Regions from separate parts of the Rattus norvegicus genome. Here region 2 is linked to region 1. A link is a contact called in public Hi-C data. All regions are on one chromosome and are shown on one strand. The core of a region is the stretch at or near the end of the contact, and the rest is flanking DNA. Distances in the headings are between cores, read along the strand shown.

Region 1 (5,444 bases), core at 1,803-4,302:
CGTGGGGATAGGATGTTTGATTTACTTACGGAAGCACGACTGTAAATTCCTAATGGCACATAAGTAAATGTATGGGAAGAGGCACCATCGTAACTGTAAACTGTCTTCACATTTATGGTCTTGATCGGCAATGGCCCACAAAAGCCCGTATGCTAAAAGGCTTGGCCACTGGTGGAACTTCATAGGCCATGACAAAGAGGATATGTAAGCCTGCGCCTTTAACCCCAGCACTCAGGAGGCAGAGGCCAGCAGATCTCTGAGTTGGAGACCAGCCTGGTCTACAGAGTGAGTCCAGAACAGCCAGGGCTACACAGAGAAACCCCGTTTCAAAGGGAGGTAGGGTATATAACCCTGGCCCTTTGTCTTCCCGGCCCATTCTCTTCCTGGTTCTTTCCTCCACCTTTGCTTCCTGGCTGCCATGGAGTGGGAGTGAGTGGCTTCCTCAGAGTTGTCTGAGGGGGGCTGTTTCTCTTTGTCAGGGACAGAAAAGAAATAACAAACTGGTGGGCTGATCCTCTAAACCAGTGAGCCATATATGATTCTCTACCCTTTAAATGGTTTGTGGAAGGGGTTTTGTCACAGTGATGGAAAGCTATCAAACACACAACATGGCGTGACCACACACAACAGTGTGACACGGGTTCTTCCAGCGCTCTGGCAGGACACACAAGTGTGAGTGTGCAAACGAGGTCATCTACCCCCCCACACACACATCTACACATCCTGGATGTCTCCCCAGGTGAAGCTCTCCTTTCGTTTTCTTTTAGTCTGAGGTTGGTCGGAGACCTATCTATAAGCCACACAAGGAGACCCACTCTACCAAGCATTAGGGAGTCTTTGTCGCCTTTCTCCTGGCTGTGACAATTTCTAGACAAAAGCATAAGGAGAAAACAGTGTGCTGTAGTTCACAGCAGGAGGGGGCTACATACTCCCTTACAGTGGGAGAGTCATGGGAGATGGACCGTGAAGCACGAATTCAGTCAGAACTAGAGAGACGAAGGTTGTTGCACAAGTCTCTCTGCTCTCTGTCTGTTGTCTAAGATCCCAGGATGGTGCCGTTCACATTAAGGTAGGCTTGTCACCCCAGTCAAGCTCATCAAGAAACTCTCTCACTGGTTTGTCTCCTAGGTGACTGTAGTCCTGTCAATTGGACAATCAAATCAACCACCACAGAACTGACTGAAGGGTTTTCATGAGCTAATGACTTCCCAGGAGTCCCTGTGAGAAATGAATGTTCACTCCTCACTGACCTTCCCTACCACCACGCTGGCCCTGGCCTCGCCCGCCTCTCCTTTTCATAGTGATCTTCTGCTTCCTCACCTGTGACCTTGACTCAAGGAGATACACTTTCTCAAGGCCTAGCTGTCTTCTCAATAAAGGTGGCCCCTTTCCACAAAGTAACTTCTGTGCCAGCTATCATAGAGGTGAACTGTCTCTACATTGTAAATGTCTTACGCACACAGCCACTACATGCGTGTAGACATGATCATACACATACACTTTAAAGCATGAAATGTGATTCTACATACATCATGTGACTTTCTGTTGCTTTTCAACCTGGTCTCCGATCTCCAGTTGCTTCTCAGTGATACGACGTGTTTATCTTTCCATGCCATTAGAAGTGAATCAAGCTCACTCTTTCGATTGCTACGTCCAATTCACGCTTTAACGTCAGACAAGGTACAGCCTTCTGCTTTGTAATTTCGTTATTGCAAGACAGAACATAATTCAGGGTTATGGTAAGAATTCATCAGCTAGAATGCTGGAGACTTTCAGTTGCTTAGCGCCAGAGTACTGTGTAAATAATAATTAGATTATCTCTACAAATAATGTCAAGGAAATTCCCTGACACCTCATTAACATCCTCCTTTGAAGAGCATTTTTATAGCCTTCAGTGACACAGTTTGTTTGTGTGTGGGCTTATGTGCAGAGGTGTAAGGGGTTGGGGGGGCTCAGAGGACAACTCCCCAGAATCTGTCGTCTCCTTCTACCATGTGGGTATTCATGGAGCCAACCAGGACCATTGGTCTTCGTGGCAACCACCTTTATCAACTGAGCCATCTTACCGACCCTCATTAAACTTCTTTCCAAGGGGAAGGAAATCTGTCTGCTCATTTATGGGTTGAGCTCATTTAATCCTCCTACCAATCCTACAAAGTAGGTCCTTCAGTTATTTCCATGTGACAGATGATAACCCAGGAGCACGGGAGACCGAGTCAGTGCTCAGAGTGACTCAGCTAATAAGTGACATCGCCGATACGGAATGCGCCTGGCTCTGGACACTATGGTACTAATCCCTCAGCCACACAGAACCATCTACAACAGGAAATACTTTCTACCTGCTTGGTTGCCAGGGACCCAAGCTAGCTGTCACTGACCAGATTTAACAAACATCCTTGGTAAGGTAAGGCAAGCACCATCTGATTCTGGCCATGTCGCCCTCTGCCCAGCTCTAAATCGGCCAGCCTGGCTTAGCAGAGGAGCTGAAATTTCTCTCTGAAGAAAATAGGGCGCGATCCGAAGAGCAAGGCATGGTTTGTGGGGAAATACGGAGAAGAATGGAGAAGAGGGAGAACGGAATAGTGAGGCGGATGGCCGCCTGGCACCTGGCCCAGCCGAGAGAGCCTCTGAGGTGAGCATGCCAAACTCCAAATGCTCCAAGCCCAGATCCCAGAATAGCTGGAAGGAGGCACACTGCCAGTGAGTCAATTATTACACCAGGCCCTCGAGCACTTAATCAGATGCATCCGGTTTGTATTCGCACACTATCAGGCTGAGATATGTGGTTGACTCCAATGAATTGGCATGCCCTAACATGGGCCAGCCATTGCCCGAAAGCCTCGTGCCTTGCAAGTTGGGGTCTACTCTTTCTCTCCTTTGAAAATGCCCGTGTTGTGTGCCAGTGATGTACACCTCCTTCCAAAGAAGAAAAAGACTCTTTTTTTTTTTTTGAGATGACTCAATGGAAATTGGGGAGTTTAAGTCCAGTAGAACTCAATCCTTGGACACTCAGGGCAAGAGTCCATTGGGTAAGGCAAGCCCAGTTGCCCAGTGTTACTACACCGTCCACATCCTTTGATGCTGCAGGCTCAGGAGGAGTGGCCACAGGCAATGGAACACCGGGATGGAGTGGGTCAGGATGACCCTGAGTATTGTTGAATTTTCCCTTCTGGAGGAATTCCCATGAGTGAAGTATTGTGGCCGCCAGTTGGCGACAACACCATCCTGGACCACAGACCATCTCGGTGCGTCTACCATTGTTCTCAGTGTGATTTTCTCAGCCTCTGTGGCAGGTGCTCTCGGTGCCCCATCCATAGTCCCCAGAGTAGACCAATGCTCCTACAAGGGCCTTTTGTCAGCTGTTTTGTGACCGTGGCTCTCTTCCTGTGGGAAAATGATGCTGTTCTTGTGACTGATGACAGGCTGAATTGGGAGTCAAGTCTTTTTTCCTCTTGTCAGGGCAACTTCTTCTTTACTTCTTTGTTATATTCATTGAACAAAATTTTCTTGGGGAGGGGGGATAGTAAGGAAAAACTTTCCCCTCAAGCTGAAGTTTCTGGGAGCTGGAGAGACAACTCAGCAGCGCAGGAGGTCCACCCTGCGGACCAGAGTTTGGACTGTTAGAGCCCAGGTTAATGCTGAGTAAATGCAGTGGATGCTTGTAACCCCACCGCTAGTGAGTTGAAGATGGAGTCCTTGTGCAAGGTGACTCCCTATACTAGCCAACTCTATGAGCTGTGGGCTCAACTGAGAAACCCTGCCCCAAGATATAAGATGGAGAATGGTCCAGGAGGCTCCTGATGTCAATATCAGGCTCTGTACATACATGCACACGCATGTACTCAGGGATGCATACAAGCACACACATGCGTCATATACATGTAACATCCAAAGCTAAGATTTCCCTAAAACAATGACTCGTCTAGTATCCACTCCTGCCTTTCACCTCTTCCCTTCCTCCTCTCAAGGTTTTCCATGAACGTACTCCATTCGATAAATCACCAAGGGCCTGGGAGATAACTCAGTTATTAAAGGCTGGGCTCATAACCAAATGTCGATGAATCACCTGAACAGAAGCTCTTGGCTCAGGCTCAGCTTCCTTGGAACTCAGCCTAACAGCATGGAAACCCTTCGCAAAACACAAGAGGATGTCGATGTTCCTCAGGCTTCTGCTATTAACCTGCTGACCACATCGCCCTTCTACGTCTGTGTGTTACTTACAGAATGATGCCTACAACTGCCTGCTTTAAAGTAACTTGCAAACTGACATTTTCGAGAAAGAAAAGCAAGGGACAAGAACAAGAACAATTACGGGCCGCTGAGAGGGCTCTGGAAAAGGGACTTGAGCCATGCCTGACATCCTGAGTTCAGTTGCAAGATCCATGTGGTTGACGATGAGGACAGACCCAGCAAGCTGTCCTCTGCCTTCTTCAGGCCCAGTGTGGCACCCAGTGAGGAAAGGCAAAAGACAATCTCTTGCTGTCCTACAAATGCTTGGAAATTGTGAGTTTGGTGGCCTAACTCAGTCTTTTAAACCATGATAAAATAACTATATGCTTCTGTGTGTGTGTGTGTGTGTGTGTGTGTGTGTGTGTGTATGTGTGTGTGTGTGTGCTCGCGCGCGTGTGTATGTATGTACACATGTACACATGTACATATGTATAATGTATCTATACATATATGTATATATGTATACACACATTTATCTTTATATGACTTAAAAATCATCCCACTGTCTATACTACTCCATGTGCACATGGACTATACCTTTCAGAATATTGCATCATAAAAAGTATGATTTTCAAAGTCTACATTGACCATTTTACTACTCCATTTGGAGAACCACGCTGATGCTGGTATTCAGTCATTTCCGGTTGGTTGTTTCAAAGCCATCAGCACTTTTAAGTTTTCCCTTAGCGCCCCTTTCTGCTTGAGCACTAAGGAACCATTCCTGATGAGACGGGGAAAGGTAGAGTGGATAACTCTTTAAAACTTCAATAACTGAAGATTACCCCAGCAAACATTCTGCCTTCAGTGTTTCGAGTTCTTAACCTGTCTCCCCCAGGACGATGGAGCTCCTAGAAACTTGAGGTCTTCTTGCTAGGATGACTCTGAGGTGATGGGGCTCAGACGCTCGTCTCCATGGAGGGTGAAACCCCTCTCGTCTTTAGACATTCTTAGGTTAATGACTCCTGACACTGCACACACACTTCTCTGAGATGCAGCAATGGAGGTAGAGTGCGGATGGTGGGGTAGGGTCCACTCAGATGCAGGCTCATGTCAAGGACAAAAACCTTTACCGACTGGGGACAGAGCTCAGCTAGGAGAACTCTTGTCTAGAGAGCGTGGGACCCTGGGTTAGATCCACAGCAACACATAAACTGGGCATGGGTGGTGCATGACTGTAAACCCAGAGTGTGGGAGGAAGAACAGGAGGATCAAAG
Region 2 (5,444 bases), core at 1,097-3,596, 520 kb after region 1:
AGTATCACTGTGTGCTCAGTCTAGTGCACGTGAAGTGTTTTGTGCTCGTCTTGTGCAACACTGCTTGATTAGCCTCCTGCTGATTTCCTCCCACTGTATGATAGCTTCCTCTGTTCCATATCCTCCCCCTGCAAACGGTATAAAGAAAAAAGACGCTGTACTTCTTAATAAGCTTTATGCAAAACCTCCTGACCCCAACTTTCCTGTCTTTGTTTCTGATACCCTGGTCCCTCCTCTTAGGAGCTTGTCACTGAAGAATGACTTGCTGGTCCAGAACCACCTACCTTGTTTTGTAGATAGTCTCTCACTGGTACTTGGAACTGTTATGCTGGCTGGCCAGCAAGCTCCAAGGATTGTTATCTTTCAGTGATGGACTACAAGAATTCATCACACTATACATGTCTTTTTAAGAAAATGTGGATACTGGGCATCAAACTCAGGTCCTCTTGCTTGCACGGCAAGAACTTTAGCTCAGTAGACTGGGGTCTCTCTGGCTGTAGTAATAGTTGTTAGAGCCATCTTATCAGTTATGTTCTCATCGGTACTATAATGGCTATTCCTGGTTGTCAACTTGACATTATCTGGAATGAACTACAATCTAGAATTGGAGGGCTCACCTGTGATCCAGATCTTGAGGCTGGAACTTGGCATGGAGGTCTTGAGGCATCGTGGCTATGAAAAGCTTAGGCCCAGGCAAGGTAGTACACACCTTTAATCCCAGAAGACTAAGGCAAAGAGATCTCTGAGTTCAAGGTCAGTCTGGGACAAAGCCAGTCCCAGATCCAGGCATGGTGGTACTCACCTTACCCTGGGCCACACTTATGGAGACCTACATAAGGATTGGAAGAAGATTCGCTCTTCTTTGTCTGCTTGCATTTGCTCACCAAAATTGTTGGAATCTACTTCTACAGAAGACCAGCTGAAACGACTTCCCTAGTGGGACTGAGCAACTACTAGATTTTGGACTTCCCATTCACAGCTGACCGTTGTTGGGGTAGCTGGACTACAGACTATAAATCCTTCTAATCCCTTAATATAGATATTCCATAAATTCTGTGACCCTAAAGAACTCTGACTAATAAGATACTCTCTGAGCACTAAGTGAACATTTTTCCACTAGAAAATAAGCATTTGCTGGCCATCCACTACAGACCACTTATCTGTCACCAGGGTATAAATGTTGTTGGCATAACCATTCTCATTACTGGGTTGTAGTGGTGGTGGTGTGTAGAGAGAGAGAGATATAGGTTGTAGGGAGAGAGTGGTTGTTATGGGGTAGGCAGTTAGATGTGAGGTAATTATGGAAAAGTGTGGCTATAGCTTAACATCACTGTCTCTGTTGGGTCAGGTGCTCCTTTGTGCAGTTGGATTGTTTGTTCCTAAGACCGCAGGAAACTTACCCATTTACCACACACACACTAACAAAAGGCCTGCATGCTCAAAAGACCTTTACTTCATTAAAATGACCCTTACATGGTGGTTTTGTTCTTCCGTTTATAGCCTTTTCTAGAGATCAATGGAAGGGATAAACTAACCAGAAAAAGGGAGAGCTGATCCTTTATGATTTGCAAGGGGAAAGGGGTCATCTTACCCACGAGAATGTTATCCATCAAATAAGTATCCACAAAGATGTCTTTAAAATCATAACACTGAACTCTATGGATTACTCCCAAACCTTCCTTCAGGGCATCCCACTCCAATCTCTTTGCTGTGTACGCTTCACTTTGCCAAATAAACGTCTACTTCAACTCTTCTACTGATTCAATTCGCTATTTTGAAAAAAGTAAGAACCAAGATACACACCCCCAGTGTTGTTTATTCAAACTAATGAAAAAAATAAGAAAAAAACATAGACAGTCAGATCTGAGTTATACATGAATAACGAAAAGAGTGAAGGGAAGTGTGGGCTGGCAAGAGGGCGCAGCGAGTAAAGCCCTAGACGCCAAGCCTGACAACACAGTTTGATTCCGGGTTCCTCTCGCTGCCCTGACTCCACCACCACACAAGAGGGCGTATGGTTGGTTGCTCCGGGTCTTGTAGATGCTCGTGGACGCGAGTGGGAAGAGCTTTTGGACTTTGAGTATCCAGAGAGAACAGCAACTAGAGGGTTCCGACTCTACAACAGCAACCAACAATGGACGGACTTCGGGGCTCACAACACCGGGTACCAAGTGGACGCAGTCCGCGTTACGTCAGCACCACGCTCAGCAACGGCTCTGAGTTCGCGCCTGTGCACTTTGCTTCTTGCCCGGATTCAGGGCGCTACCGCCTTCCCGCCGCCCGTCACTTCCGGTTGACGCGCCGCGTCGGTGCGCCATCACTTCCTGCCGCTACCGGTGTGGACCGTGAGTGGCGGCGGGCCGGTTTTCCGGCGCTCCCCTCCCCTTCTCCCTCCCTCCCTGTCCCTCCCTTGGCGACCGCGCGTCGCGGGGATTCCCGACCCGGCCTCGGCGTGAGTGCGGGGGCCTTAAGCAGCTGAGGCGCCGCGGCAGAGAAGGAAGAGGACCGCGACCCTCGGTCCCCGCTCCGCGTCACCGCGCTCGCCGCCGCCATGGCCATGAGGCAGACGCCGCTCACTTGCTCGGGCCACACGCGGCCCGTGGTGGATTTGGCCTTCAGCGGCATCACGCCTTACGGCTACTTTCTGATCAGCGCTTGCAAAGGTGAGCTGACCCCGCGACGGCCGCGGCTCCCGTGTGCCGAGGGGTGGGTGGGTCATAGCTGCCAGTGATTGCGCTACGGAACAGAGGCTCGCCCCTGGCCAGGCTTTATTTGTCCCTCCTCACCACCGTTTTTAGTGCTCCGCAGCACTGCGCCTTTCTACACACACAGCTACATTGTATTTCTCAAGGATTTACGGGAAGGAGAAATTAGGCCAGGCCGACAGGAGTGCCTTTTAAGTCTCACTCATCATATTGTATCAGCCTTTGTGGTGTGAGCCTCATTTTTTCCAGATGAAAATGTACGTTAGTTTTACATGGTCCAAAGTAAAATCGGCTATCTAGATCGTTTTGACACATGTCGGTGTCATCCAGCCTTATGGTTTTTTTTTTAAAAAGGTTTTATTTATGTGTGTCCGTGTGGTGTCTCTATGCGTGCTTGTACACATGTGTGAAGGGGTGCCCAAAGAGGTTAGAAGGCGGCGTCAGATTTGTCTAGAACTGGAGTTACAGGCGGTTGACAGCCTCCGTGTGGGTGCTGGGGATCGGAATCAGGTCCCGTGGAAGAACATTTCCCAGTTCTTTAGAGTTGTTTTGTAACCCGAGTTTGCAAAGGTGAGGGAGGCCTCTTGTTCGGTCCCAGAATTGTTTAGGCTTCCCAGGAAGGGTGACCCAAATTCCTAGTCCAGTCACTGGGACCAGTGGCACAGACCAGGATGGGAATCCCCAGTGCTCAAAGGGAGTAAGTAGGTGGGACCTGTCAGAACAACCGTTTTCCAGTTTGCTGCTCAGGATTTGGTAGTATGTTGCATGCATCTAAGTCACATTATGTCTTAAAATAATTTTCTAGATGGCAAACCTATGCTCCGCCAGGGAGATACAGGAGACTGGATCGGAACATTTTTGGGTCATAAAGGTGCTGTTTGGGGTGCAACATTGAATAAGGACGCCACCAAAGCTGCCACAGCAGCTGCAGACTTCACAGCGTAAGTGTGACAAAAATGCTTAACTTCATTCTTTCTGAATCGTGTGGTGACGTTGTCAGAATCTCCCAACTTCACAGTTAGGCATAAAGTTCTGACTCTGCAGGTGCCGTGGAGAATACATGGTGTTTGACCTCACCAAGATTCTGTTCTGGTTCTCTGAGCATCCTTTCTTCACTAAGTTCCCAGACTTGAGATGTTTAAATGATTGACCCTCTCCTTGAGACCAGGAGTCTTAGTGATCTATGCAGCTTGGAGAATGGATATTGGTGATGTCCTTTACAGATATTTTTGTAAATTTAGTGCTGTATTAGTGATGTCCCCAGACACTTTTTCCACTCAGTTTTATTAACTGGCTCTAGATACATTTAAAACCGGGCCTCAAACTTACTTTTTATTTCCTGTGGTTTTAAAAATTGCTGTCTGAAAGATCATTGGTTTTCCTTAGGTCCTCACTGTCTTGGTTAAGTTTCATTATTGTGAAGTGACAACATGACCAAGGTAAAGGTAACTAGATTTAATTGGGACTTACTTACAGTTTTAGAGGTTCATTGATGAGAAACATGGTGGCATCCAGGCAGACATGGTGCTGGAAGAGCCAAGAGTTATATATAGAGATAGATCCAAAGGCAGCCAGGAGACTGTCTGTGGCAGGCAGCCAGGAGGAGGATCTGGATCACATTGGCCAGACACACACACCTACTGCAGCATTGGATAAGTCACCTCATTGCGGTTCACTTTGTCTTACCTGTTTTTACTTTGGGTTTTGCATATATTATCAAACTGACTTAATGATTCTCTTTGCTCTTTTGAGGCACGTGTCACCTTTTTTATAATTACCTGTGTTTGTAGTCACCTTTGTCTTTAAACTGATGAAGGTAACTTTTATTTACTCTTGTGTATGTGGGTGTGCACACACCATGGTTTGTGTTGAGGAGGTCAGAAGTCAACTTTGGGGGTATGGGGTGAGGGATGTGATTCTGGTTGTCAGGATTGTGTACCTACAAAACCATCTTGCTGGCCCAAAGGCAGTGCCAAGTGCTGTTGTATGTGATAGTAGTCCAGAGCCTGGAGAGTGAAAAGGGCCTTCTCGATTTCTTATTTAAAAGAATTTCACACTTTGGAACAGTTGTAAATGTGTCATCATCTTTGGTTTAAGCAGATTATAAACAAGGTTGCTGGATGTGCTACACCTGTTTCTTTAATCCCAGCATTTGTGGGTGGAGGCAGGAGGATCTCAAGTTAGAGACTAGTCTGGGGACATACCAGTTCCAAGCCAGGACTACATAGAACGATCTTTCCAAAAAGGGAACGAAACAAAACAAAAACAGAAATAAAAGTGATTAATTGTTGAACGAAGGAAATTGAGATTAGCATTTGAAGTGAGTATGCGAAGAACATTAGGACACAGATGGGCATCATGTGGGAGCCTCTGTGAGGAATGGGTCATAGTTAGGATCTTGGGTGGCTGGGATCAGCAATAAAAGGAGGTTGGGTCAGAGAAACTAGAGCGGAAGAGACTGGAGTAGTTGTAAGCGGTGTGGTGACATCATTTCCCTCATGCATGCTCTTACAGCCATGTATGTAACTCCCAAGTATGTAGTTAGGTGTTGTATCACCAGTTCCTGCCTGTTTCTTAGATTTGTAAATCTTACTAATGCTGTTCATGCAGAGTGCTTTGCATTCCTGGCCTTTGGTGTACTTCAAGTTGTTAAATTCAGAGAAGTTCTCTATATTTTGCTCTGGTCTGTGACTAGATAAAAGGATGACTTGGTGAATTGAATTGGTTAAAATATTTTGC

What was found. A called contact is a pair of places that touch in the nucleus more often than the background predicts.
Region 2: a Hi-C map of kidney shows a contact between it and region 1, with 7 times the contacts expected there. The contact joins the promoter of Strap here to the enhancer-like site in region 1. A contact is called at or near these places in 11 of 12 Hi-C or Micro-C datasets (the A7r5 cell line, Schwann cells, frontal cortex and 6 more).

What each region holds. Positions count from the first base shown.
Region 1 is chr4:171,854,824-171,860,267 of GRCr8, forward strand. No RefSeq gene overlaps it. Among named protein-coding and RNA genes, the nearest start is that of Rerg, 37 kb to the left of the region's middle. Within about 2 kb of position 3,053, at least 23 of the 93 cell types and tissues checked have an H3K27ac peak or open chromatin away from gene starts, as enhancers often do. A contact at or near this core is called in the A7r5 cell line, hepatocytes and kidney, where this site is marked.
Region 2 is chr4:172,374,979-172,380,422 of GRCr8, forward strand. Strap (serine/threonine kinase receptor associated protein) reads left to right here and starts at 2,347. Exons shown (of 10, transcript NM_001011969.1): 1 at 2,347-2,663; 2 at 3,511-3,646. The coding sequence starts at 2,552.